Linked DNA regions of Mus musculus: all the other regions are linked to region 6. Evidence: chromatin contacts called from public Hi-C, HiChIP or PLAC-seq and promoter capture Hi-C data. All regions are on one chromosome and are shown on one strand. Each heading gives the region's core, a stretch centred on a gene start, on an enhancer-like site or on the middle of the called end of the contact. The rest is flanking DNA. Distances are from core to core; before and after follow the strand shown. Region 1 holds the start of Nudt19 (nudix (nucleoside diphosphate linked moiety X)-type motif 19). Region 2 holds the start of E130304I02Rik (RIKEN cDNA E130304I02 gene). Region 3 holds the start of Dpy19l3 (dpy-19-like 3 (C. elegans)). Region 4 holds the start of Rgs9bp (regulator of G-protein signalling 9 binding protein). Region 5 overlaps Zfp507 (zinc finger protein 507). Region 6 holds the start of Lsm14a (LSM14A mRNA processing body assembly factor). Region 7 overlaps Tdrd12 (tudor domain containing 12).

Region 1 (2,877 bases), core at 244-2,743, 1.2 Mb before region 6:
TATGTCCTTTAAAGACACGGGAATCATCCTGTTACCACTTGGAGGAAAGAGGATTTTTTTTTTTTAATGTAGGGGGCTGGTGAGATGGCTGGGGGAAGGGGCAGGAGGCAGGTAATGGCACTTGCAGCTAAACCTGATGACCCAGGACATACATTGTCTTCTGGGCGCCACATGCATTCAATGGCACTTGCATAAGTAAGTAATAAGTGTAAAAAAAAAAGTTCCCATAATGACACCTGGGCTCTATAATAGATTTAGAATAAATTTCAGCTCAAATTTCCCGTGTCAGTGCCAAGAGCATCAGTTTAGACAAGGGTAGTCTGTTGGCTCACAGATAGACGGCGGCGGCAGGTTATCTTACTAAGGGCAGATACTTCTCAACCTGTGGCCCCATTTTCTGTTTCTGGAGATGCAGTAAGTACACAGACAGCTCCATCTTTAGACAGGTTAACATTAAAAATAACCAAAGTCAACTGCAAAATGATGAGGCTGGCACACACCTTTATTAGTCCTAGACTTGGGGAGGCAGAGACAAGCAGATAGATCTCTGTGAGTTCAAGGCTAGCCTGGTCGTCTACATAGCAAGTTCCCAAAAAAGCAAGACTACATAATAATACTTTCTCAAAACTAACAAAAAACATCTCTATAGCCCCAAGAATACAGCCTAACTCATCCGAAACCCTAAAAATATGTGATCAGTTAGGATGGGATTTACAAGAGTTGGTGACTGAGAGAGAGCTGCAAAAAGGGAGACAGAAACAAGCTGTTTCCAAAAAACAAAATAGAAGTGCAAGTCCTCCAGCCACTTAAAAGTTGGAGAGGAAGCCAGGCAGTGGTGGCGCATGTCTTTGATCCCTGCACTTGGGAGGCAGATTTCTGAATTCGAGGCCAGCCTGGTCTACAGAGTGAGTTCCAGGGCGGCCAGGGCTACACAGAGAAACCCTGTCTAAAAACAAAACAAAACAAAACAAGAAACAAAAACAAAAAGAAAAAGAAAAAAGGAAAAAAGGTTGGAGAGGAGGGGGAAGCATTGCTAGTCTAGGATTAAACATCTCCCACGTAGAAAGAGAACTAATCACACTAAGATAATTTTCCCTGATCCTCAGGTGCTCAGGCAATAACAACATCTACAACTTAAGACAGACTACCCCAAGGGACAGGGACTAGCCAAAGACATTCAAACTACAGAGTAGTTAGTCTAACTTGGCATCTGATCCACCCATTCGTTTATTAGCATGGTTCAAGAGAGCTCCAGACACCTTGGAACCTCCTATACAGGCAACAGGCCAGCGTAGGGGACAAAGTCCTAGTCGTTTGCGTTTAGTGGGAAAGGTTCACAACTAGAAATTATTTTCCACTCCACACTGGCACCCGTGCTCCCAGAGGCTGGCTGGTGACTGCAGCAGCTGTGACAGGGCTGTGACAGGGCGAGAATGACCCTGACTGAAGCGCAGGGCATTCGAGGAGGTGCTCTGGCGCGGGAATCACGCTCCTCCCACAAGTAAACCTCCGGAAGCCGCCAGGCCGGATTTTTCAGGCCCTCAACATTTATAGGGCTTCTGGACACCACTCTACGACCCGGCCACTTCCTAAGGGGGATCTGAAGGACGCCGGCCATGAGCAGCTCGAGCAGCTGGCGGCGGGCAGCCACCGTGATGTTGGCAGCAGGCTGGACCCACTCGAGCCCGGCCGGCTTCCGGCTGCTGCTTCTCCAGCGAGCACAAAACCAGCGCTTCTTGCCCGGCGCGCACGTCTTCCCGGGCGGCGTGCTGGACGCGGCCGACAGCTCACCCGACTGGGTGCGTCTGTTCGCGCCTCGGCACACGCCGCCGCGCTTCGGCCTAGGCCCGGAGCCCCCTCGGCAACCCCCCTTCCCCGGGCTGTCCCACGGCGACGCGGACCCCGCGGCGCTGCCCGATGACGTAGCGCTGCGCATCTGTGCCATCCGCGAAGCCTTCGAGGAGGCGGGGGTGCTGCTCCTGCGGCCGCGGGACGCGGCTCCAGCTTCTCAGGAGCCCAGTCAGGCGCTGTCGCCTCCGGCCGGCCTGGCCGAATGGCGCTCGCGCGTGCGCAGTGACCCGCGCTGCTTCCTCCAGCTGTGTGCGCACCTAGACTGCACGCCTGACATCTGGGCGCTGCACGACTGGGGCGGATGGCTCACCCCGTATGGGCGAACCATCCGCCGTTTCGACACCACCTTCTTCCTGTGCTGCCTGCGCGACATTCCGCGCGTGGAGCCCGACGTGGCCGAGGTGGTGGGCTACCAGGTAGGGGTCGCGGGACCCGCCCCCCGGGATGCGCTGAGCCTTACCCCAGACCAAAGGCGCACGTGCGTGACCTTGCTTTAGGCTCTCAAGGACTCAACTCTCACCCTAAGCGGGGGCGCGGCAATGCTCCCAACTGCCTGTTCTGGACACTTCCCAATTCACTTCATGCCCTAAATCGTTTTCATTCGGGTTTCTAGAACACATTATAGGATTTCAGTCATTAACTTTCTTCTTCCTTCTTCATCTCTTCCTGTTTCTCTGTTCCCGTTTCCTTCGTCTTTCGCTTTCTCTCTCCTTTCCCTTTCCATCTTTCTCCTTTTTCTAACCCCTTTCTCTCTCTGCATGCGCACGCGTGGTAGGTGTGTGTGTGTGTGTGTGTGTGTGTGTGTGCGCGCGCGCGAGTTGGTCTGTCTGTCTCCCTCCATCCCTCCCTCCCTTTCTTTTTCGTGTCACTTGCAATGCACCAGGCACAGTTAGTTAGGCTTCAGGCCTAGGACCCGAGGTCTTGAGTGTGCCACCGCTTCAAGTTCATCTTTTATTTATGCAAAAAAATGTTTTCAACTGCCCGTTATTTTCCTTTTTGTAAAATAAACAAAATGACTTATTTTAA
Region 2 (2,736 bases), core at 69-2,568, 1.4 Mb before region 6:
CTCTACATTTTTCAGCATACGATGCCTGAAAAAAATAATAGCTCCAATTAGAGCCTGGTATGGTGGAGACACATCTACTCTCCCAAGCTACCCTGGAGGGCTGAGGCAGGAGGTTCACAACTTCAAATGTCTGCCTGGGCTAACTACATAAGGAATTAGAAGCCAGGATGAGTTGTTTCAGGAAACTCAATAGCTCAGTGGAAGAGCATTTATCTAGGAGGTATGTGGTTCAATGGGTAAAGGTACTCGCTGCCAAGTCTGAAGGTTTGAGTTCAATATCAGAACCCATACCATGGAAGGAAAGAACAGACTCCTGAAAATTCTCCTCTGACCACAAGTCTCCACAAATAACAATAAATAAATACGTAGATAATATTTTGTGTGTGTGAATGGCTTACTTATCTGTATACCTGAGCACCATGTGTGTGTCTGGAGTCTGTGGAGGTCAGAAGAAGGCCAGAGCTTCTGAGTCCCTGGAAGTGGAGTTACACATGGTTGTGAGCCACTGTATGAGTGCTGGAAACCAAACCTGTGTCCTCTATAAGAGCAACCACGGAGCCATCGCTCCAACCCTCGCTCCAGCCATCACTCCAGCCATCGCTCCAGCCCTCGATAAACTTTAAAAAAAAAAAAAAAAAAAAAAGTCCAGCCAGATTCACAAGCACAAGGATGTAAAGAACGATGGGGTAAATGAGGGGATGAAGAATGCCCCAGCAGGTTGAGGCCACAGTGGATATCAACTGAGTTCTAGACCAACACCAGCTCTGACAGGACCTGGATGGCCACAGCATCTGCCCAGAGCCTTAAGGCCCTTTCTGCCAGAGGGCGTGGTCTGTGGTGGCTCCACCCCACCACAGCCCCGCCCACGCCGCGCGCCTCCAGGCTCACCTGACCGGCTCGCCGCTCACGTGATCTGTCTCGGCGCCGCCATCTTGGAGCCACGGCCGAGGAAGGGGCAAAAAGGGGGAAAGAGAGGGAAAGGAGTCGGGAGCGAGGCGGACGAGGGCGAGGGTACGGTGGGGTCCCGGCCGGCCAAAGGAGGCTCGCAGGAGCAGCAGCCCGCCGCCCGACCGCAGGTACCGCGCCCCGGGCCGCCCCTCCGCTTGAGCGCCGCCGGCCATGTGCGGCCTCGCTGGTGACGCCCGCTTCCTCCTCGCCGGTGACGCCCGCGGCACTGCCACGCACCCGAGCCTGAGCTCCAGGGCCCTGTGTGTACTGTCGTCCCTCTGTCGGGCCTGTGGAGACCCCGGGCCCGCCGTGCCGCTGGGGGTGGGGGTCCCGTTGCTCCCCAGGTCCCGCTGAAGCGCCTTTGCCTTCTGGAGACGTGAAAGCGCTTAGGCCAGCCAGGATGGAGCTTAAGTTTCTTTAATCCCCCGTCCTTTAAGCACTGCGTGGTGTAGGAAATGCCAGCGCAAACGAAAAATAGCAATCGTGGCCTCCCACACGTACACATCCTCTGGGATTGACTGATCTTTCCAGAGATCGCTGAGACCATTGGTGAAAGTGCCCACCTTTCCAGACCTGGGGCATCCCGATCGTTGTTTGGAGTCCGAGGCCTGGGTGATTAATTAGGTCCAGGCAGCCACCCCCACCAAAGGTTGCTGACAGTGGACAGGAATTTGCTTTCAGTCTACATGGCCCAAGGCAATTACTGGATTTACCCCCTTTTCTGTCTGAGTTTGTACTTTCTACTCTACTGGTCTGATTCTGTGTATGGATTGCTATATTGATTAAAAAGAGAAAGTTTGACCCTTCATTCCTTTACCATGGTAACTCTGGAAACTCGGAGGATGCCCTAGCGGTGTACTAATTTTACTTAACTGTAATCGCTAAGTTACTTTCTAAGGGAACCGAATAAGCCTACTTTAAAGCAACAATAGGAAAACAGTAGCCAAAAAAAAAAAGGAGGACCAGGGCAGGAAACTGCTTTGGAGAATATATAGGTCAAGCCACGTTGTCGCATCTTTTCATGGTACTCTTCTGCCCACTGTGTTTGACTAATTTACATAATCACCCCTTAGGCTGTAATTTCGGTTAAAGTTAGAATAGCAATATGTCATTTATTATTCCATATTGGTTAGAAAATTATGTCAGTAAAAGCAGTAGTTTGCTGAGTGAATTACTTACATGGAGGGGGAGGTTTAAAATATACAATTGTTAGAAGTTTTCCAGGCTGATTTGTTTTAGCTTCTGCAAAATCCTCTACTTGTTAAGTAAATTATGTAAATTTGCCTCACACAATTACATTGCATGAACAGCTTTCCGAAATTTCTTTTCAATGTTAAGTATTGGAAGTTTCTTCACTGCCGAAATAAGTTACTGTGTTTCGCCCGCCAATGGAGAGACGTGTTTGATGGTGTTTATTTCCTTCTTGGCCACAGCTGGATTGTGAATATCGATCCAGGAGACTATCTGTTTCAGAAATTGATTGGAAAGACACTGGCTCTGCCACTAACAGCCATGTAACCTTGGGTAAGTCACTTACATCTCACTGAGATGCCTTATTTATAAACCGCCACCACTGTGACTGGACCCACAGAACTCTGAGCAAACGAAGCTGTTTGCTGCTGCCTAGCATCCATCCGGTGCTGTTACTTGATCATGCTCACCTTGAGCATGGAAAGGGAAATCGGTATACTAGGGAAAGCGTGGTTTGAGTTCTGAAGCCAGGCACTGTTTCACGTCTGTGAGCCTCAGAGGTGTTCCTTGACACTTTGTGTCCAAAGAAGGGCTTGG
Region 3 (2,700 bases), core at 95-2,594, 1.4 Mb before region 6:
TCGGGCCTTAAAGCAGACCCTGTTTAACATAAGATCCATGAGAGGAACTCATCATTTCTGTTAGCAAACTTTACAGCAAGTATTCTGTGCTGGGATCCTTGCCTGCAGCTGGCGAGGGTTCATCTAGATCTGCAGTGGAATGGGGGAAATTCCTTCTCCTTCCTCCATAATTTCCCTTGCCTTTCTATCGTGCTTCACTACAACTCATCGTCTTGCTGCATGCTTGTGACAAGCCAGTACTCTATGTCTCTGCATATGGCCCAGGCAAGAGTTGGACTTGTCATCCTCCTGCGGCAGCCTCCTTCCTCAGCAGGACTACAGGAGCGCCATCTAAGACCTTAAATCTCAGACTTTACTCTTAGTGCGCACCCACTTTCTATGAGAAGCACTACGACCCGACGTTCTTATGACAGTTCTTGCCTCGTGTTACAGACATGAAGCAGCAGCTGAATACTGTTCCCCTCAGGGACATGCGCCTCACACCAGTTACATGTTCCACAAATCACTTTAAGTAGGTGTGGGGTGAGGGGCTATCTAATAAAGCATTCTGAGCAGTGTGTTCTTGGTATTAACAGTCGACAACCAAAAGAGAAAAAGATCTATCAGGGACAGGTAGCTAAGAAAGGCAGGGTGTATGGAACAATTTTTGTTGGAATTAGATGACAGGCTGCCTTTTCGTAGGTACTGATCTCAGTGGGCCATCCACTACCAAAACTCAGTCTGGCGCACACCTTCCTTTAGTCACAGCACTCAGGAGGCAGAGGCAGACGTGAGGCCAAATTGGTCCACACGCAATTTCAGGCCAGCCAGAGCTAGAAAGTGAGACCCTGTCTCAAAGAGAGGGAAAAGATGCTGACAAGCAGTTTAAAGATAAGAGGAACATCTAGGACTCAATACTGAAGGTGCATGTTAAGGAGGAGAATTAACAACAAAGGCCAGAGCAGTACTACGGCGGCGGCGGGAGGATGGGTGTGGATGGGTTGGGGGTGTGGGGACTGAGAGGCATGTCTTTGGAGACCCAAAAGTGTCTGCGGATTTTATCACTAAACAACGTCGAAAGTGCATATAGCCGGACATTGGAGGCAGGAGGTAGAGCTGGGAAGGTCCCCCGAGACTGGGTAACCTTTCTTCGGGGCACCAGGGACTCCGAACACAGGAACAAGCCAAGCTTAAGACCTGCCTCGGAGCCTAACACCCCCAAAACAGCCCTCTGAGCGGAAGTGTACCTCTTCCTTCCGGTGTGCGCCGCACGAGACGGGGCGGGGCAGCGCGGGAGGCGGGGGCGGGGCCTTGCGTTGACGAACAGCTGCCGGGACCAATGAATGCAGCGGTAGCGGCCCGGCCTCCCCGGCGCGCCCCTTCCCCGGGCTGTAGACGCCCCCCAGGCCCATCCTTGCAGCGCGCCGCACAGAGCCGGGAACAGCTGGGTCCTCCTAGTCTTCACCTCGCTGTAGCCCGTGAAGTGGGCGCGTCCCTAAGGCCTGGGTGCTCGGGGTGCTTCTTTGCCAACCCGAGCCGCCCCTGAGGACTGCTGAGGCCGCAGGTCTGTGGCTGGGGGTCGGGCCGCGAGGGGACTGGACGCGCAGTGTCTACGGGACACGTGGGCGGGGCGTGGGAGGGAGCGTCTCAGAGCGGGAGCGAGTGTCGCGAGGTTCCCCGGGCCGGCTAGCACCTGGTCCTCGCGTGGGCTCGCCAGGTGCGCAGGGGAGTGGCTCCAGGTGCGGGGGAGTGGCGCGCGTCCTGGTCAGTAGTCCAGGAATTGCCTTAGGGTCTCTTTGCTAATGTCTGGCAGGGCTTTGAGTCCGGCTGGCCGGAGCAACTTTTTGTTTCCTAGTTGGGGAGGCTGTTGCCATGCAGACGGGAAATGTAATTAGCACCTGGCATGTTTGTTAACTTTCTGCTTTACCAGGCTCAGGGTAGATGTAAGGTGGGCCCCCTGTATAGCCCTAACCCGCCGAGGGCTAGCAGGGAGGGTATAACTCCTCAAGAGGGGACAGGATTCCAGCTGTGGCTGCAAGACTTTGAAAAGATTTCTTCTCTCCCCCCCCCCCCCCCGTTTCTTGTGCTTTTTGAGCACACTGCATTTGAGTCTGTGTTCAGTCTGAGCATTTTTGAATGAATGAATCTTAACAAAAGCATTGTGTGGTGTTGGCTTCCTCTGTTGTATTTAGCAAGAGCCTTTCCGTTAGATAAACATAGACTTTGGTAACTAGAGTGCAGGTTGGATTAGCTGCCGAAACAATCGCGTCTGGCTACTCCTCATCTTTAATAGATAATTAGTAAAACGCTATTCATTAGTCAGAGGAACCAGGCAAGATGTTCCCGGGGGACTGAAGCCAGCTTACTCACCACCACCACACCCCCGCCTCCCCCTCATAGCTTCCAAACTAGGTAACTGCTCCCGCAGCTACACCCACAGTTGCTCCCCAGAGAGAGCAGCCACCCTGACTGGCACAGCCCCGCACTGTCTTACTGTCTTTGACATCCAGGCATAAAGCTTAGCAGGGATTTTTTTTTTTTTTCAAAGAACACAGGTGCTAAAATTCAGGTATCAGAAACAGTGTTTCAGTTCTTCAAAATCTGGCTGTCACAAGTTTACTAGGAATCCCTCCCACGTGGTCAGTTCTGTGGGAATAAATCAGACCCACTACTTTCTGTAGGAACTGTAGAAAATAATGTAAAACTGTGTCACGCAACAAA
Region 4 (2,920 bases), core at 373-2,872, 1.2 Mb before region 6:
GCTGCTTTCGCTCCGGATCAATGGGAAGTTTACAGTGTTTGATGTAAACAGGAGCATCTCTCCACAGAATGAAACAGAAATCCCAGCCACTGAGAACTCTGTCTGTCCAGTCTCACTAGCCCTCTTATCCCAAGCCTCTCACTCCTAGATGGTGATGTGTCACTTGCTTCCCCTGCCACCCACCCCGCCTTGAGTGTCCAGGTCCCCTGGAGCTGGAGGAGAGGCTGGAGGGGCACCGCCTGGCGCGCGCGCATCTGGGCAGTCCGTTTTCAACCAAGAAACCGAACACACTCTGTGTGGTTGTACGTCTCTGGGTACCTGAGTTTTCCATAAGTCTTCTCTACATACAGGACGAGAGGACCTCGCCACGTGTAAAGCAGGCAGGGATACCCTTTCCACTTTCAGCCCCGGCGGAAACTCAATCAGCTGGCCTAGACCAGGATCTGAACACACAGCCTCCTCCCTCAGTTTGGTCACCGGAAAACCTCCCAGGCCACATGGCCTGGGAGCGACAGCTCTGCCCACTGCCCCAAGTCCCAGCTCCGGGGGACCCAGGCCTGCCGTGGTGCCACAGGAACAGATGCATTCTCCGCGCCGCCTAGGCATCCCTCTGGACCTAGTGGACAACGTGCGCGCCGCGATGCGGACCGCAGAGGAACGGGAGAGCTGGGAGGCTCAGCCCGCCACGGGTCCGGGCCCCTGGGGCCCATCAGCCCAGCCTGGGGCTCCCCTTCAGTGCAGGGAACCCCTCCCCCTTCCTCTCCCAGGCCCCGCCCGACCTCGGCGTTCCCCAGAGTAGGGAGGCGCTGGAGGATACCCGCAGAAGACACTTACTTAAGAGGCTACATAGTTTCACCTCTGTGCTACGACAGCACCTCCCGGACCCTGGGCTGGGACCTGAGTGCCCACCACCCGGGTGCGGTGGCTCCACTCTTCAGCCTACCTCTTTACTCCGCCGTTGGGCGGAACCCTGCTCCAGTCTGTCCAATAAGAGGTCGTTTTAGTCGAGACTGACACGTAAACAGAGCAATCATTAAGTCTAGTTCAGTCGGAGGTGGGGCCCAGGCGACTCCGCGCTTCCTACTCAAGCTAGCCCCGCCCAGAACCAGGGAGTGCGCGTGCCCAGAATTCGAGAGGCGGGACCTAAGGAAGATCTGATATTAGGGGTGGGGTCCAAGCTGGGCCCCTGAAATGGGGTTAGACTGTGATGAAGAAGAGAGCTCCAACTAAGTAACAATCCTACCCGGTCGATCGCCCGTGCTACTGGTGATGCAAACTGGAGGTGCCCAGACTTCCGAGCCACCCTACTCTGTTGCCTACAGGGTCTAGTCCCTTGGTCCTTTCCCTTCACTAGCATGGGCTGCGATAAGCTAAGCATTCTTTCTACCGAGTCTCACTTTTCCTCGTCTGCAAAGTAGGAAAAAAAAAAACCTTGAATTTGTAGGGCGCTAAGGTTCCAGAATTATCATGGTAGGGAGAAGAGGGAAAGCCACACTTGATCTACCTGGGCTGGGCCCCGCCTACCCCTGGCCCGGGGGCGGGGAGGGGGCGGGGGGGGCGGGCGGAGGAAGCCCCGGGCCTGGACTGGTGGCTGGAGGCGTGTCCTAGGAAACTGGATCCTGCTGCCCTTGGCCGGGGCTAAGGCGCGCGGCTCGTCTTGGAGACTTGGGGTCGATCAAGGATGGGGTCTTCACTCTGGGCTTCTCAGGGAGCCGCCGTGAAAAAGAAAGTGGTGCAAAGACACTACGCGTGACCCGGAGCGCGTCTGGGGGAAATGGAGGAGCGGATGGGGAGAAGCTAACCAGACTACCCCAGCCGTGGGGACGCCGGAGGCGCACCTCAAGGGTCCCTGGAGAGCTCTGTTGAGAACAGCGGCGAGGACATGAGGAGCTTTCAGTCCGCCCTGCTCAAGGCTGGCATCAGGGCTGGAGGCGACCTACGACGTTGAAGGTTGCAAGTAGGGTACCGCCGGAGGGCAGCGCCATGGCCAGAGAGGAGTGCAAGGCGCTGCTGGACGCGCTCAACAAGACCACAGCGTGCTACCATCACTTAGTGCTTACTGTGGGCGGCTCCGCGGACACTCAGGACCTACGCGAAGAGCTGCAGAAGACCCGCCAGAAGGCGCGGGAGCTGGCCGTGGCCACCGGCGCCCGGTTGACCGTCGCGCTCCGGGACCGGAGCTTAGCTACCGAGGAGCGCGCGGAGTTTGAGCGGCTCTGGGTGGCCTTTTCAGGCTGCCTGGACCTGCTCGAAGCCGACATGCAGCGCGCACTAGCGCTGGGAGCCACCTTCCCGCTGCACGCGCCGCGCCGGCCACTTGTTCGCACTGGGGTGACGGGCGGCTCCTCTGCTGTAGCTGCGCGCGCCCTGAGCGCCCGCAGCCTGCGGCACGAAGCGGAGAGCGACTTCGATGTCGCCGATCTGCCCCAGTTGGAGCGCGAAGTCCTCCAGGTGGGCGAGATGATTGACGACATGGAAATGAAAGTCAACGTGCCCCGCTGGACTGTACAGGCGCGACAAGCGGCAGGCGCCGAACTCCTGTCCGGTGCCAGTGCCGGCGCGTCCTCAGCCGGTGGCATTTCGGTAGAGGAGCGCGCGGGCCCCTGCGACCCCAGCAAGGCCCTGGCTGCCACCGTTTTCAGCGCCGTGCTGTTGGTGGCTGTGGCCCTCGCCTTATGTGTGGCAAAGCTGAGCTGACTGATATCCAACGGTCGTCCGCTGCCCCTTTTCTTTCCAGGGCATGGGCTTCGGGTTTGAACCGTTAAGGAGAGAGGTAGTGAGCCTGAATGTGTGCATATGAACATGATCCTTTCAAAGCCCACCTCTGCCTGGGCAAAACGTGTTTTGTTTTTTAACATGCTGGCCCAAGAGGAGTTAACAGCACAGGGCGGCCAGGCCATTACCTCTAATGTCTGTAGGA
Region 5 (2,740 bases), core at 206-2,705, 1.4 Mb before region 6:
GTGTGTAGTCCTGGCTGACCTAGAGCTCATGAAGACCAGGCTGGCCTCAGCCTCCCAAGTGCTGGGATTAACGGCAGTAGCCATCACACCTGCCAAGATAGGCTTAATTTATCTGTGAAGGTTAATTCATTTCTGTTATATGGATTTTAATAAGAAAATGGATTTATAGATACTAATTCAATTTCCCTAAATTTATTCTATATGGACTTAGATGAATTTTCTCATATTTTCACAATTCAAATATTTATATTTAATGCCAAATGCAAAAAAAATTCATGTTTCCATTTTTATCACCCATTGCTATTGTGCCTACTGGGTCTGGTTTTCATTTTGCTGTTAGTCTAACCAATAATAGCCTTCAGTGAATTTTCTGTGGCTTTAATTTTCCACAATTGGTTAAAAAATAGTAATCACCCAAACCCCCTACCATTTCAGCAGGGCGGCTGGCTCTTCAGAAGATGCTTCCACGTCCCTTCAGACCACATGATAGCAAGCATGAGTGCAAGCCTTCCCCCACCCACGGGGAAATGTAATAACCCAAAGGTTCAGAGCCTCCGCTCTGTCGTGCGTTCATATGAGCCCTTGGGCCTGGGCCCTGCATGTCCTGATAGCATTTACAGCAAGGCTCTACCACGAAGCAAGATTCTGAGTAACACAAGCATGTATGTATGGTTGTCATTGCTGGGGAGACTCTTACCCGGTCAGGGTCACTGCTCAGAGGAGTATCCTGACCACTGCTCTAAGCTTTGGCATGGGAAACCCTGATTTTTGTCTCTTGCTCTGACCACCTGCGCTTCTAAGAGCAAATGGGGAATACTGCTTTAAAATTACTGTGTTCAGTAAACATTAGATGGAGAGAGAGGTGCCAGTTGTGACCTTTATAAATATCATTTTGTCCCTTGCTGTGATCACAGGACTCTGGCAGATGCCCTCACTGGCCTGTCAGCCATGTGCCTGTTCACTTTATCTGTGGCTTGACCACACGCAGCGATCGATACCGGCTGAAGCTTCTGCCCTGGACCGCTCAGTCCCCTGTTCGAGGTTACCATCGGTGGCTTTGTAATTACTGTTCTTTTCCTCACAAAACAAATGTGAGCATCATGTTTACATCGCATCTCTGCAGCGTAGTTGGCTTGACAAAGATGAGCAGGTGTCTCTGGTCTCAGTTTCATAAGCACTTATTTAATCAGGTTTTCAATTGTGCAGCAAGGTGCTCAAAGTAATAGTCTATAAATATATTTAATAGAAACTTGAGTTTGACATTCATGGGCGTAAAGACATGTATTTTTTTTTTAAAGAAATAAGTATTGTGTAACACTATGGCTTTGCTTCTGTAGCCCAAGTAGAGAAACTTCTGGAACGCCATGTAAAAAAGCAATGATTGATTCTGACGCTGATTCATTAAAACTGGATGATTGGCGTTTGGTGACATTCTGTTGCCCGCCCACCCATCACGCTGCAAACCGTGTTTGTGGCAGCACAGGCCGCCTGGTTAGAAGAGTGAGTGCAGCAAGCTCTCTGGCTGGCACCTCTTAATTTTCAGAAGAACTGTCCAAAATTAGAGTAATTTATTTTGCTTTACAGGAGTTTGCCATGTATTGACTTAAATATTGTATTTTGGTAATAAATTTTTTTTGTTAAAAAACCACTTGTTTCTAAGTTTCCTTAGCTGTCTGCGTGTATTCCTGTCTTGGGTTTGTTGAGTTAGAAACTTGCATTTAAGCCACTGAAAGCTTCCCGGGAGCTGGTTGGGGTTTACTGTTAGGCTCTGTTAAGTTGCTGAGGTAGCCCTGGCGCACCAGGGCTGCGTTTCACAAGCATGGGCTCTGGGCCTTCTCCCCTGTTCAACAGCCCTTTAGCTTCCACAGCAGACATGGCGATGCTTCCAGTGCTGAGCTGGGGGTGCCGGCTCCCTTCCTGTAATTAGAACTGCTGAAGGCCACCGACTACAACGCTCCTCATACTTCGATCCTCTCGTAGCCTATCACCAAACAATCTCTTACAGTCGATTCCTTGCAGAGGCCACAGGTGCTCTAATGACTACAGCACTGGGTTTGCTTCCCCCAGTTCGTGCCCTAGGATCCCAGGCCCTCCCAGCTGGAAGTGACTCAAAACAAAGAATTCTCCTTGATAGCTACAGCCTCTTGGACTGTTCTCTGTAGGGTGATGTGGTCCTATCTCTTCTCTCAAGGACCAGATCTCAACACTGTGCCATGACAAGCTAGGAGTATAAGTCAGAGCAGGGGGGGACCTAGATCCAGATCATGGGGTCCCATATGACAGCCATAGCCACATGACTACTGAGCACTGGAGATGGGACTTGTGTTCTGAGGGTAAAACAGAACAGTTGCAAAAATTGAGTACAAAAAGGAACGTAAAGCATCCCAATAGCTTTATATGTTGGCAACGTGTTAAAATAGCTTGGCTATATTGAGTTAAATAAAACATGTTAAAGTCATTTCACTTTGTGTTAGCTTTTCGTTTCTATAGCAAAATACCTTTAACAAAACCAAACCAAAATAAAACCCTCTTAGGTTGACTTGGCTCATGGTTTCAGAAGCTTCTAGCCAAGATCATCTGCAGTGAGGCAGGATCTTATGGTGGGAACATGCAAAGCAGATAGAGAGCTCATAGTGGCTAGGATATCATGGTGGATAGCTCAGTGAGGAGGGGCAGGCAGACAGGTGACAAGATAAAAACATAAGACTTACCCAGGGCAGAGCCAGGAACTGTTATCTCC
Region 6 (2,815 bases), core at 204-2,703:
ACAGCTCAGCTCATCAATCTTCTCTCCTGCTTTCCCGGAACACGCAGATAATCACCATGCATTGGCTCAGCGCACCAGACATCCTACTTGCTGCCTGTGTTCGGCTCTTATCCCAGTTGTTCACTCTTGCAGCAAATGTCTACCGAGCAGCTGTCCTGGGCCGGTTGCTACACTTGGCCCCAAGGATGATGCAAACAGTGTCTAAAACCAGAAACCCTTCCTCAAAATATTTGCATTCTAGCCAAGAAGGGAGACAAACACTTATGACTAAATAGACAAATGCGATGGGGGGTAGGGAGGGAGCAAGGCAAGAAGAGGGGTGTAAAGCGAGATCTACTGTAGTTTTGTAAATACATCACCTCTTAGGGCAGCTTTGAGCAGAGTATAATGAACTGTGGAAGCTGTGAGAAGAAGGGATGCTTGGAACAGTATGGAGCTGTGTAACAACAAATTAAATCATCCATGCCCTCATAAGCCAAACTAGGAAGTCTGGTTTTCACCTTGTGTAAAATGTAACCTGTGGAGCGCACTGAGTAGACGGATGTTATCTTGAGTTGAACAAAAGTCCAAAATCTCTTGCTACTTGAACATGATTCCCCCTGACTGCTGTGTTAAGAAAAACCTAGTAGGGGTAAGAGAAATAGAATTCTTCGGGAGCTACTGCCAACAACTCTGGCCAGGGTAACTGAGGCGTTATATAGAGCTGTACGGATGGAGACGGTCCAGCCTGAACAGACAAGATTTATAGTTAGGACAGGTGTGGAGGTGTAAGACAATCCAGGACTGGGGTCTTAGCTACTAAGCAAACGTTCCCGGTTCATAGTTACCTCCGAGAACAAGCTAGAGGGACGAGTTTGGAGTAAAACCGAAGAGTTACATCTCTGGATGCAAAGTTTTAAGATGCCAATTTGGTATCCGATCGGAGAGATGATCGTTATTAAGAAAGTGGAGCTGACATTAAGTGATCAAAGCGGCAGAGAAACACTTGGACTGGTGTTTCTTGCATAGTTAGTGACCGGGAACATCTTGAAAGCTAGGACACGGATCAAGCCGCATAAAAAGGGTTGGACTCAGTTTGGGGGACAGAGTCCCAGAGCCTCCCGGAGCGGCAGCCCTTGGAGTGTGAGACTCCTCAGGCGAAGATGGCTGCTCTGGCGTTTACAGTGAGAGTTCCGTGGCCCGCGGAGAGCGGCTCCGGAGCTGGGAGGCGACCGCTTACAAAGACTCTGGGCTCGTACCAAAGTGCAGCCCGCCTAGAAATGGCAGAGGCCGCAGTCAGCATCACCAGGCGGGATGGGCCCTCGTCTAGTCTTCCCGCGACATCTAGGTGCCGTGAAAACCTTCCACGTCGGGAGCGCAAGCCAAGCGCTCTGGGCCGCCGCGGAAAGAGCCCGGGACCGTCCGTGAGCTCGGCGAGTCTCGCGAGAAAGCACGCCGCCTCGCCCTCCCGGCATGCCCTGCGCCGCCGCCGCTGCTGCCGCCGCCGCCGCCGCCGCGCCGCGGTTTGAGGGCGGGAGGCTGGGGGAGGGTAAGCGGAGCCGGCGCGGCCGCCATGTTGGTTCTGAGGCGGCTGCTGTGAGGCGCCGACGGAGGGAGCGAGCGAGCGGGCGGGCGGGCGGAGCGGCGGGCGCAGCGCGGGATCTGACTGAGTGCGAGCGGCGGGCGACGGCGGCGGCGCCATGAGCGGGGGCACCCCTTACATCGGCAGCAAGATCAGCCTCATCTCCAAGGCGGAGATCCGCTACGAGGGCATCCTCTACACCATCGACACCGAGAACTCCACGGTAGCCCTCGCCAAAGGTACGGCGGGGCGGGCCTCGGGGTTTTGGGGGGCGCGGGTAGAGCGCCCCGCCGCCCTCGCGCTCTTCTCCCTCTGCGGTCCTCACGGGCCTCGCTCCCTCCCGGCCCCCAAGCGACAAGGGCCGGGCTGCGGCCTCCCCGGGCTCCCCGGGCTGCTTCCTTTCCCCCGAAGCTCCGCGCCTTCCATCCGGGGAACGAGTGCGCGGCGCCCGGGGCGGGGCGATGCTAAAGTCCCGGGAACCAGCCGGAGAACACACCCAGGTTCGCGGCTTCCAAGACCGAAATTCGGTCGTTCCTTCTTCGGAAGCGCCGAACAAAGCCGGAGGAGTCGAAGAATCTTGACGCCTACCTCGAGATGAATGCGGATGTGTTGATTCCTCGGGCACCCATTTTCTCAGCGTTCTTCGTCTGGGTCGGTGGCGACGGTTGTCGAGTGAACTCCTAAGGAGTGTGCTCCAAACTTTGGGTTTGCGCCGCAGACTTGTGATCTCGAAAGGCCGTTTCGTACCGTCCAGTCGATCGCATCCCGTTTGTCTCCTCTGTGATTGTTACCTGTTATGCCGGAATTCTTATGCAACCGAAGGGTGCGCGTTAAAATGCTTGCTTGCTGTCCCCATGGGCCAATTTTCTGGAACCCTGGTAGAAAGGAAAGTTTAAGTTTTGATGATCCGGGACTCTTGTACACACTTCAGAGCGAGTACTATCGGGGCGCTGACCGACTCCGCTGTACTTGGGGAGAGGAAGTTGTGTGGAAGGGGATCCCCCCCTACTTACCCCAACCCCATAGTCTGTACAGTCGATACAGTCAATTTGTGGGTTTTGTTTCCGTTCACGCGTGCTAGTGACAGGAAGGCACAAAGAAAATAAACTTGAGTTTCTGATCCTAGGGGAAGTCTTATAACAGTTTCTGATACCAGGGAGGTCTATTTTCCTACCACACCTAGTAGAATTGTTAAGAACTAAGTATGCTAGGAAAAAAGGTCCTAGGGATAGCAAGATTCTAAATCTAAAAGCA
Region 7 (2,975 bases), core at 238-2,737, 1.1 Mb before region 6:
ATGTATCTGGATGTACACCATGTGTGTGCTGCTATGCTGGCCTCGGAGGCTAGAGGAGAGCATCAGATCACCTGGAACTGGCCTTCAAGGGCATTTGGAGCTACCTGGCTTGATTTCTGAGAATGAACTCAGGTCTTCTGGAGGAGGAGCAAGTGGTCTTAGCTTCTGATCTCTCTCCAGCCCTTTGTGGGTCTTTTCATCCCGTTGTATTTGTTTTGTGCATGTGTTTGTGGCAATGGGCATGAGAAGGTCAGAGGACAACTTAACTTGTGGAACTTTTCTCCTACTTCATGGGTTCCAGGGCAACAGCTCAGGTGGTCAGCTATAGCCTCAGCACCTAAGAGCTGAGCTGTAGTTTTTTTATAATTTTAAAAATAACATATTCCAAGGTAAATTCAGATAGCTCCAACTTTGATCTTCTATTCCATGCCTCCCTTTCCCTAGGTAATGATTTATGTTTGCTTGATTTATCTGTTATCCTGCCCCAGCTACTTTGGGGGGTGGATTGTGCTGAGAGTGGAATCCAGGGCCTTGCACATGCTAGTTAAGTGCTCTACCATTGAACTGCACCCCAGCCCCTCATGGCTGTTTTTCATTCCTTTTTTCTTCTCCCTCCTGCCCACTTTTGAGATGTGGAATTGTAGCTCACACTGGCCCTTTAACTCACTGTGTATGTGTAGCTGTGGATGGTGTTGAACCCCTGATTCTCCTCCCTGTACCTCCAAGTGCTAGGATTACAGATGTGTGTCAAAATGTTCCATTTCATGACATACTGCAGGTTAAACTAAAGTGTCATACATGCCAGGCAAGTGTGCTACCAGCTGAGCTACATCTGCTGCCCCCATATCCTCTTTGATTAAATGATAGAATTTTCACATGCATTATATCCTGTGTGACTTTGGACCTAACCTGACAGGGTGACAAGGGAATGAAGAAAGGATAGATAGATACACAAGACACAGGAACTGAAAGGCTGGGATATGGTGGGTTGTGTGCACTCTGATGGAATGGCACCAACTATGCAGCAGCCAGAACCTCAGTAAGTTCATTATGTACAGCAGGAGAATGAGGGGTTAGCTAGTCTCAATAGGAGACTTTGCAGAGTGCTGCAGACCCTTTTGGACCCTGTCTGCATAGAATGGGTCTCTAGTTGCAGGTGGACAAGGAGTTGGCGAATGACAGACAAAATCAACACAAGAGGTTGTGTAGAATATGAATGTAATTTTTCAAGTTGAGATCATACTTTTTTATGAAGAGCAACCAGAAACCAGGCAAGATACATCCACCGAGTTACAGTGACACAAAACAAAAGGAATGTATACATCAAAAGAAGGCAGGGACCTGGCCACTGCCACTAAGAAGGGAGCCAGGTGTAATGCTAGTCTATTGTTAAGCCCGCCACCAGGGGTTCTTAGTAAATGCCTGATTATGCTGTTTCTTTGGGCTAGTGAAGAAACCTGTCTCAGGGGGATTCCCTAACTCTTTCATGGTAAACTCACCTATTCTTTAGGCCACTGTGAATTCCCTGGTCTGGGTAAGACTGGCTATTGTCCCAAGTAAACATTCTGCAGACCAGCCCTGAGCTATTCTGGCTCTGTTCTTTGTAATGCCTAATTAGTTTCACTGTCTCTACTAGAAGTAAATTTGAATGTTACTGAATAGGTAACATTCTTACTGAATTCCAATTTTGTCAGCTTCTGGGATGTTGGAACACTGGCGAAGGCTTAGCTATGTCAGAATTCAATCTTTAAAGGCACTTATAATAAAATAATACTAAAAGAGAGCACGTGGATCCATACACCAGACTAACTCAGGAATAGGGTGTGAGTATAGAGGTTATGAGAATGCCAAGGTTCCAGGAGGTTGAGTTTCCTTGAAACTCTTTGCCTCCTGAGTGCTTCCAGGCCTCTTGGCCTGCCAAGCAGACTTTTTCACTGAAGTGTGCATAGCAGCAGAGGAACCATCAAGGGTTGCAATCACCCAGGAGGAGGAAGCTGTAGTTGCTAGTTCTCTTTCTTTTTTTAAGATTAATTTATTTATTTTATGTATTTGAGTACAATTATATCTGTCTTCAGACACACCAGAAGACGACGTCAGATCTTGTTGCTGATGGTTGTGAGCCACAATGTGGTTGCTGGGAATTGAATTTGAGACCTCTGGAAGAGCAGTTAGTTCTCGTAACCACTGAGCCATCTCTCCAGTCCCAGTTGCTAGTTCTTTACACACTGTCCATATCCACAGACCAGAGGGAAGGCTTTACTAAATCCCATGAGTCTGAGGCATTGGTGTCCTTGAAATGCTTGTGTCCATGTCAAGACATTCACATAGGAGTTTATCTATTCCTTTCAGACTCACTCAGGCCTTCCTTGGCTCCCTACACTTAATGTTCTTGTTTGTTTTTTGTTGTTGTTGTTTCTTTCTTCACAGGTTATAAATACTGTTTATAATTTGCTTATTTATATTGTGTATACTTTTTAAATATTGGAGATCAAGGGCATCTTTTTGCCTTTGTGGGGGCAGAGTTTGAAATAGGTTTTAGATTCATAGTCTAGACTGGTTTTGAACTTGTGATCACCTTGCCTCAACCTCCTAAGTACTTCCATTATACATGTGTGCCACCATGCTCACTATCCTGTTTGCTTTTGGATTTGCACGCATAATTGAGAATTGTTTGCCTATTTTTTTAAATGTGTTTTGGGATTTTTATCTTCTATCAGATCTCTTTTGTTTGTTTTGTTTTGTTTTGTTTTTGAGTCAGGGTCTTCCTTCTGTTGCTCTGGCTATTCTGGAACTCACTATGTAGACCAGGCTGGCATCAAACTCACATCAATGTGCAATCCCACTGCTTCAGTCTGACCATTTAAGACAAAGGTGCTTATCAAGGATGTGTTAGATCACAGACATTACAAATAGGCTTAACGTCGTAGGACTCTATTTTTAAGGCATGCATTGTTTTGTCTTCTTATTACAGATTG

The links. Promoter capture Hi-C pulls out the DNA fragments that hold promoters and counts their contacts. Hi-C and Micro-C count contacts between places; a contact is called where the count stands out from the background. HiChIP or PLAC-seq counts read pairs in DNA pulled down with a chosen protein or histone mark. Capture Hi-C pulls out chosen DNA fragments and counts their contacts.
Region 1: a Hi-C map of CD8 T cells shows a contact between it and region 6, with 8 times the contacts expected there. The contact joins the promoter of Nudt19 here to the promoter of Lsm14a in region 6. A contact is called at or near these places in 9 of 39 promoter capture datasets (the 3T3-L1 cell line, 3T3-L1-derived adipocytes, the HPC-7 cell line and 5 more), 3 of 484 Hi-C or Micro-C datasets (CD4 T cells, CD8 T cells and the G1E-ER4 cell line), 7 of 115 datasets of contacts at active chromatin or transcription factors (the SCID.adh cell line, acute myeloid leukemia, astrocytes and 4 more) and 1 of 9 other capture datasets (liver).
Region 2: a contact with region 6 is called in a promoter capture Hi-C map of liver, with 4 times the contacts expected there. The contact joins the promoter of E130304I02Rik here to the promoter of Lsm14a in region 6. A contact is called at or near these places in 4 of 39 promoter capture datasets (the HPC-7 cell line, hippocampal neurons, liver and 1 more), 2 of 484 Hi-C or Micro-C datasets (both in CD4 T cells), 2 of 115 datasets of contacts at active chromatin or transcription factors (large pre-B cells and regulatory T cell precursor) and 2 of 9 other capture datasets (adipose tissue and liver).
Region 3: a contact with region 6 is called in a promoter capture Hi-C map of pre-B cells. The contact joins the promoter of Dpy19l3 here to the promoter of Lsm14a in region 6. A contact is called at or near these places in 6 of 39 promoter capture datasets (the 3T3-L1 cell line, the C10 cell line, cranial neural crest and 2 more), 3 of 484 Hi-C or Micro-C datasets (CD4 T cells, CD8 T cells and Th1 cells), 1 of 115 datasets of contacts at active chromatin or transcription factors (double positive thymocytes) and 2 of 9 other capture datasets (adipose tissue and liver).
Region 4: a promoter capture Hi-C map of pre-B cells shows a contact between it and region 6, with 5 times the contacts expected there. The contact joins the promoter of Rgs9bp here to the promoter of Lsm14a in region 6. A contact is called at or near these places in 4 of 39 promoter capture datasets (the 3T3-L1 cell line, liver and pre-B cells), 4 of 484 Hi-C or Micro-C datasets (B cells, CD4 T cells, regulatory T cells and 1 more), 3 of 115 datasets of contacts at active chromatin or transcription factors (the SCID.adh cell line, regulatory T cell precursor and thymic regulatory T cells) and 2 of 9 other capture datasets (adipose tissue and liver).
Region 5: a promoter capture Hi-C map of hippocampal neurons shows a contact between it and region 6, with 2.5 times the contacts expected there. The contact joins the enhancer-like site here to the promoter of Lsm14a in region 6. A contact is called at or near these places in 4 of 39 promoter capture datasets (hippocampal neurons, liver and pre-B cells), 1 of 484 Hi-C or Micro-C datasets (CD4 T cells) and 1 of 9 other capture datasets (adipose tissue).
Region 7: a contact with region 6 is called in an RNA polymerase II HiChIP or PLAC-seq map of embryonic stem cells, with 5 read pairs. The contact joins the enhancer-like site here to the promoter of Lsm14a in region 6. A contact is called at or near these places in 3 of 39 promoter capture datasets (the C10 cell line, hippocampal neurons and liver), 5 of 115 datasets of contacts at active chromatin or transcription factors (the SCID.adh cell line, embryonic stem cells, large pre-B cells and 1 more) and 1 of 9 other capture datasets (liver).

The regions. Positions count from the first base shown.
Region 1 is chr7:35,554,544-35,557,420 of GRCm38.p6, reverse strand. Nudt19 (nudix (nucleoside diphosphate linked moiety X)-type motif 19) reads left to right here and starts at 1,493. Exons shown (of 3, transcript NM_033080.2): 1 at 1,493-2,267. The coding sequence starts at 1,617.
Region 2 is chr7:35,801,174-35,803,909 of GRCm38.p6, reverse strand. E130304I02Rik (RIKEN cDNA E130304I02 gene) reads right to left here and starts at 1,318. Exons shown (of 3, transcript NR_033567.1): 1 at 889-1,318. It overlaps Zfp507 (zinc finger protein 507), which reads left to right and starts at 921. Exons shown (of 7, transcript NM_177739.3): 1 at 921-1,076; 2 at 2,382-2,472.
Region 3 is chr7:35,753,098-35,755,797 of GRCm38.p6, reverse strand. Dpy19l3 (dpy-19-like 3 (C. elegans)) reads left to right here and starts at 1,344. Exons shown (of 19, transcript NM_178704.3): 1 at 1,344-1,543.
Region 4 is chr7:35,584,284-35,587,203 of GRCm38.p6, reverse strand. It overlaps Rgs9bp (regulator of G-protein signalling 9 binding protein), which reads left to right and starts at 1,622. Exons shown (of 1, transcript NM_145840.3): 1 at 1,622-2,920. The coding sequence starts at 1,984. The coding sequence ends at 2,697. It overlaps Ankrd27 (ankyrin repeat domain 27 (VPS9 domain)), which reads right to left and starts at 957. Exons shown (of 29, transcript NM_145633.3): 1 at 835-957.
Region 5 is chr7:35,771,251-35,773,990 of GRCm38.p6, reverse strand. Zfp507 (zinc finger protein 507) reads left to right here. Exons shown (of 7, transcript NM_177739.3): 7 at 1-1,645. Among named protein-coding and RNA genes, the nearest start is that of Dpy19l3, 18 kb to the right of the region's middle. Within about 2 kb of position 1,455, at least 3 of the 459 cell types and tissues checked have an H3K27ac peak or open chromatin away from gene starts, as enhancers often do. A contact at or near this core is called in hippocampal neurons, where this site is marked.
Region 6 is chr7:34,388,343-34,391,157 of GRCm38.p6, reverse strand. Lsm14a (LSM14A mRNA processing body assembly factor) reads left to right here and starts at 1,453. Exons shown (of 11, transcript NM_025948.3): 1 at 1,453-1,800. The coding sequence starts at 1,680. It overlaps Gm12764 (predicted gene 12764), which reads right to left and starts at 2,545. Exons shown (of 2, transcript NR_169160.1): 1 at 2,150-2,545.
Region 7 is chr7:35,529,268-35,532,242 of GRCm38.p6, reverse strand. It overlaps Tdrd12 (tudor domain containing 12), which reads left to right. Exons shown (of 31, transcript NM_001368387.1): 2 at 2,972-2,975. Among named protein-coding and RNA genes, the nearest start is that of Tdrd12, 7.0 kb to the left of the region's middle. Within about 2 kb of position 1,487, at least 15 of the 459 cell types and tissues checked have an H3K27ac peak or open chromatin away from gene starts, as enhancers often do. A contact at or near this core is called in embryonic stem cells, where this site is marked.